Regions from separate parts of the Gossypium hirsutum genome. Here region 2 is linked to region 1. Evidence: chromatin contacts called from public Hi-C data. All regions are on one chromosome and are shown on one strand. Each heading gives the region's core, a stretch centred on a gene start, on an enhancer-like site or on the middle of the called end of the contact. The rest is flanking DNA. Distances are from core to core; before and after follow the strand shown. Region 1 holds the start of LOC107901713 (probable LRR receptor-like serine/threonine-protein kinase RFK1). Region 2 holds the start of LOC107938537 (protein NRT1/ PTR FAMILY 4.5).

Region 1 (2,842 bases), core at 210-2,709:
ACCTAAAATTTACGATAAAAGTTGATGGAGCTATAAAAAAATTAAATTTTTGGCGGAGCCATGTAGAATGGGTCACCTTTATAAATATCAGAAAAATATTATAATTTCTAAAAAAATGGAGGGACTTTAAAATTTTTTTCCATTTCCTGGTAGAGCCAAATAAATTGGCCCCCCAATTTCCAATGTGATTTTTTAAAGTTTTCTAAAATTTTAAATATATTAAAAAATGTTAAGTATAATTAATTTTAAAATTTTAAATATACTTAATATATATTTTAATAGGTAAAGACAAAAAAGATTTTTTTAATATATTTAAAATTTTAAAAAATTTAAAAAATTTAAATATATTAAAAAAGGTTAAGTATAACCAATTTTAAAATTTTAAAATATTTAATATATTTTAAAAAATTAAATATATTAAAAAAATGTTAAGTATAATTAATTTTAAAATTTTAATATATTCAATATAGTTTTTTAAAATATATTTTAAAATTTTAATATATTTAATATATTTTTAATAGGTAAAGAGAAAAAATATTTTTTAATATATTTAAAATTTTAAAAAATTAAAAAAATTTTAAATTTTAAATATGTTAAAGAAAATGTTGAGTATAACCAATTTTAAAATTTTAATATACTTAATATATTTAGATATATTAAAATATATTAACATTTTGAACCTATTAAAAAAATTTTAAGTATTAACCAATTTTAAAATTTTAATATATTTTTTAATAGGTAAAGAAAAAAAAAAGGTTTTCTTAATATATTTAAAATTAAAAAAAAGGGAGTTGGGCAACTTTGGAAGTTGAGTCACGCAAATTTATATATATTTAAAATTTTAAAAGGAAAAAGGGATGGCAACTTTAGAAACTGGGAGCGTCAATTTATTTGTCTCCATAAAAAAAAGAAATTTTTTAAAGGCCCTCCATTTGTTTAGAAATCATAGTATTTATCTAATATTTATACAGGTGGCGTCATTCTACACGGTTCCACCAAAAAATTAATTTTTTATCTTGGTTGGTGACGCCAAACTCTTTGGTTCCACCAACTTTCACTGTAAATTTTAGGTCATTTACGTGTTTAATTAAAAAATGAGTCATTTATATAATTAATTAAAATTTTTGGGTTAGTTTTGTAAAAAATCCTGGACTTTTTGATGGGTCCGCTTCCAAGTTAAAAAGGTAGCAGTTAAACCATTCACATTTCTTGCTTTGTTTAAATTAGCCAATCAATGAGTTTTGAGTGTCAAAAACTGAAAATTGACTACAAATATAATATATTTATACAGGAAGGGAACAACGTACTGATCTTTGTCTTGCATGCGGTTTGAAAATATTAAGTAACCTACCGTGTCAAAACAGCACACGTCCATGAATTCCCATGAAAAATCACTAGAAAAATGCAAAGTTTAAGTTAGAATCAGACAAGGTATTTCAAGACCGTGGTTAATTAGGTCAGGCTACGCGATAAGTCTGTGATGAAAGGTCAATAATAATATTAATGGTGGCTACTTTCCTTGCAAGCAGTTTAACCGTTGACTAGTATAACCATCTGCAATTTAGTCGCAAGTTTACCCCGATCCATTACATAAAGTCAAACCAAAGGACTAGTTGTTTAAGAAAAAGGATCTGTACATAATCCCAGAAAAGTTTTCTGTTTGTTTTGCAGGAAAGTTTAACAGGAAGAGATGTTGATCAAGACCCTGATTCTGCTATCATATTTACTAGCCTTGAGTTGGATTGGAACACATAAAGTTGAGGCTGCCACGCTGCCCGAAGATGAGGGTATGTTCTTCTTGTTGTTATGCTTTTTGGGATTTCTTTTTGATGGAGTTGTGTTATTATACAGTGACAGTGCTGAATCAAATAGCCAGAACAATGGGAGCTATAAACTGGAATTTTGATGGAAATGTTTGCCAAGAGAATGACACAGCCACTGTAGATATAGGGTTTGTCCCTGAGAGAAATGTTACTTGCCACTGCGAGAATGATACCTGCCATGTCACACATTTGTAGGTTTTCCAAATTCTTTGGTTTTTAAAACGAGATCCGGACTCAAAGGTGAGTGTGTGTGTGTGTACATGATTTCAGGATATTTAAGCGTCAGAACCTTCCTGGTAAACTTCCATCAGAGCTAGTAAATCTTCCTAACCTCAAAGAGATGTAAGCAACACAAACTCTTTTTTAATCTCTGACATGGTGTCACCTGCATAGATATAAATTTAGGTTGTATTGCAACAATCTTAATATTGCCTGCAGTGATTTTGCTTATAACTACCTCAATGGTTCCATACCAACTGAATGGGGTTCAATGCAGTTGGAGAAAATGTGAGTTAAACTCAGTTGCCTTCTAATTCACCATAATTGGTTGTTATGGAGCTAACTATATAATCTTCATGCAGCTCTGTCTTCGGAAACCGATTATTCGGATCAATTCCAAGCTCTCTGGGGAACATTAGCACCCTTAAGTACTTGTAAGCTTTTAAGTCGTCTAATTTTGAAAATGGAATCCATTTAGAGCCAATTGAATGAAAATTAACCTTAGCTTATGAATCTTACAGGGACCTTGAAGTAAACAATTTTTCAGGACAAGTCCCACCGGAGCTCAGGCAGTTGGTGAACTTGGAAACTTTGTAAGACATTGAAGACTTTGTATTTGAACGATACAGCATTGCTTTTTTTTTCAGTCTTGAATATGTCTCTTAGTAGTCTTTGAACGATGTAATGCATTTGTGTTTTTTCAGAAGATTGTCATCTAACAGATTGAGTGGAAATTTGCCATCAGAACTTGCGGATCTGAGGAACTTGAGGGACTTGTAAGCTTTTTATTCTAAGTTGAA
Region 2 (2,858 bases), core at 168-2,667, 310 kb after region 1:
ATACCACCTCTACCTCACTGATACATACCACTCAACCTACGCATAAAAATATTTTTAATGTGACATATTAATTTATACCTCTACAAAATAAATGATTATTTGTAACATGCGACATGATGAAAGATTTCAACATGAAAAGAAATGGAAAACTCACCCAACATGTTCGTTTTAGAAAAGTCTGAATGAGATCAGCGCACTTCAACAGTTATCTGCAAGAAGTTAATGCAAAAATATGGCGTTGGGTTCGTTTTAGAAGTTGTTTATTTCATGTCTGAGTGATTTGTAAAGGTTGTAATAATAAAAAATTAAATAATACAATTTATTGAGTTTTTTTTTTCTTTAATTTTGGCATATCTTCAATTTAGGTCCTTTAAGCTTAAATTTTGATTCAATTTGATCCTTTTGTTCACAATTTTTCATTGATTTAATTTAGCATTTATTTTACATGTAATTTATTAATGTTATTGAATTTAGTTAATATTTTTTATGTTTTATAATTATTAATGTGTTTGCATGTATAGGGTATTGTATAATTTAATTAACTTAGTTATCGTAAAGTGATTGTATATTTTAATAAACTTGGTTATTATGAATTTCTTGATGATGATATATTTGAATGATTATATTAATTTTTGCAAGTAAAAATTGATGAAACATTTCATAACGTGTTCCTCTACCCAAAACAATTGATATGTGGTTAAGTTATATTTAAGAAATTAAGAAATTCAATATTACATATCATATAATTTTAATCTGTATGTGAAATAAAAACATTTTATTGCTTTCCGAATAATTACACATAAAAAATAGAATAACCAATATAATTATACAATTAAAAGAAAATGCTTTGAAACAGTCAAAGCCGCCATAATTGTCCAGGACTCGAAAAATCTGAGTGATAAAGAGAAAAGGCAGACCCATTAGACAGTAATTGGCGAGCGTCAGGACAAAAAGAAGGGGTTTCTTGTAACACCATGTCAGCAACACTTTGATGTCACATCTTACCTATCAATCCAGATCGTAATATACAAAGTGAACCGATCCTTCCTGTGAGTTCTGTCAACTTTCAGTTTGGGTTTTCCTCCCCAACAAAAACAATGCTTTCTTTCATGAATCATCACCGGACCCACATCGTAGAACAATGTAATATTAAGTCATTAACTAATGCCCTCAAGTTTCACACAAAAGAGGCATCCGGTATTATAGATATATTTGTATTATTTTCATAGGGTGCTGACAGCTTTGTGGGCGACGTTCAAACAGATTCCGATATTTTGATTCATTTGAGTAACCTAAAATTCCTTCTGCTTATTTTTGTTCCATTACTTTGTTATATGTCCCGATTTCAAAATCACTTCCAACAGTACTTCTGACTATTAGAATTTCGTATGTCACTACGTCATTTCCATGCATGCTTAATTCCAAGTTGCTAGGGGAACTATCTCCTACTTAAGTCGGCAATATCCAGCTGCATTGTGTTGTGGTCTATGAACTGCCTTCGTCCACCATTAGTGTCACTCTCTTTGAACCAATTTATATAAACAACTTTCTCGTTGCTTGTCCTACCATTGGTGATTAATCTGTTGCACTAGGCAAACAGGACCAGCCTGCAAGTTAATTAAGTAGCAATGGTATATTTTCTGATATTCTTGGCATCATTTGCTCACTCATTTTCCGGTGAAGGGAATAAAATATTTTCATGCTTTTGTTGTAGGAGAAACTCGAGCTTGTTGATGGTAAGGTGAATTGGAAGGGGGAAACAGCTGTGAAGCACAAGCATGGAGGACTGAGAGCTGCTTTGTTCGTTCTATGTAAGTGAAGGCTTTACTATACATCCTTTGTATTGCAAAATGGAGAAGAACTTTTTGGTTATGAACTCACATGTATAGGACTTGTTGTTTTTCTGCAGTGGCGTTTGCATTTGAGAACTTGGCAAATCTTCATTTGGCCGTCAACCTGACGACTTACTTCAATGGGATTTTGCACTTCGAAGTATCTGATGCAGCTAATGCTCTAACCAACTTCATGGGGACTGGTTATATCCTTTCTATTATCTTTGCTGTCTTCGCAGACACTTATATTGGCAGATTTAAAAGTATTCTCATTTCTGGATCCGTTGAGTTCCTGGTAGGCTATTGCTAGAGCTAGATTTCATGGTTCTTAATTTCATGGCAGACTAGAAACTTCATAAAGCAACTGACAAACTTGTTGGTTTCATGGTGTGTGTGTGTGTGTGTGTGTGTGTGTGTGTTTTTTTTTTTTTTTTTTTGTGAATGATCGTTATATCTAGGGACTAGCATTGCTCACAGCGCAAGCTCACTATTCGAGCCTCAGGCCACCGCCTTGTAACGTCTTCGATCCGACTTCTCGTTGCGAGAAACTTGAAAGTAGTGATACTGTGTTCCTCTACGTTGCTCTATACTTGGTTGCTGCGGGAATGGCGGGGATTAAAGCCTCGATACCATCCCATGGAGCTGATCAATTCGATGAGAAAGACCCTCGAGAAGCTAAGACAATGTCCAGTTTCTTCAACGGTTTATTGTTCGCCTTGTGCATTGGTGGTGCAGTTAGTTTAACGCTCTATGTCTGGCTTGATGATCATAAAGGATGGGATGTTGGATTCGGAGTCTCTGCCATCGCCATGTTCTTGGCTCTCATCGTTGCTGTATTGGGATGGCCATTGTATAGGATACATGTGGTTCAAGGAAGTAGTGTCCTTCTGGAACTCATTCAGGTTTGCTTGCATGAAATTCCATCAATTAATTCTCATTCATATATAGTTCATCTCGCCATGGACAGAACTTTACTTGCTTTTGGTTTGCTTGAAGGTTTTTGTTGCAGCAATCCGCAATAGAAAT

Evidence for each region. A called contact is a pair of places that touch in the nucleus more often than the background predicts.
Region 2: a contact with region 1 is called in a Hi-C map of leaf, with 1.8 times the contacts expected there. The contact joins the promoter of LOC107938537 here to the promoter of LOC107901713 in region 1. A contact is called at or near these places in 4 of 34 Hi-C or Micro-C datasets (anther and leaf).

Annotation. Positions count from the first base shown.
Region 1 is chrD06:50,677,655-50,680,496 of Gossypium_hirsutum_v2.1, forward strand. LOC107901713 (probable LRR receptor-like serine/threonine-protein kinase RFK1) reads left to right here and starts at 1,460. Exons shown (of 22, transcript XM_016827811.2): 1 at 1,460-1,787; 2 at 1,852-2,014; 3 at 2,094-2,165; 4 at 2,262-2,330; 5 at 2,405-2,476; 6 at 2,564-2,635; 7 at 2,747-2,818. The coding sequence starts at 1,691.
Region 2 is chrD06:50,987,594-50,990,451 of Gossypium_hirsutum_v2.1, forward strand. LOC107938537 (protein NRT1/ PTR FAMILY 4.5) reads left to right here and starts at 1,418. Exons shown (of 5, transcript XM_041095851.1): 1 at 1,418-1,631; 2 at 1,715-1,811; 3 at 1,910-2,127; 4 at 2,291-2,734; 5 at 2,829-2,858. The coding sequence starts at 1,629.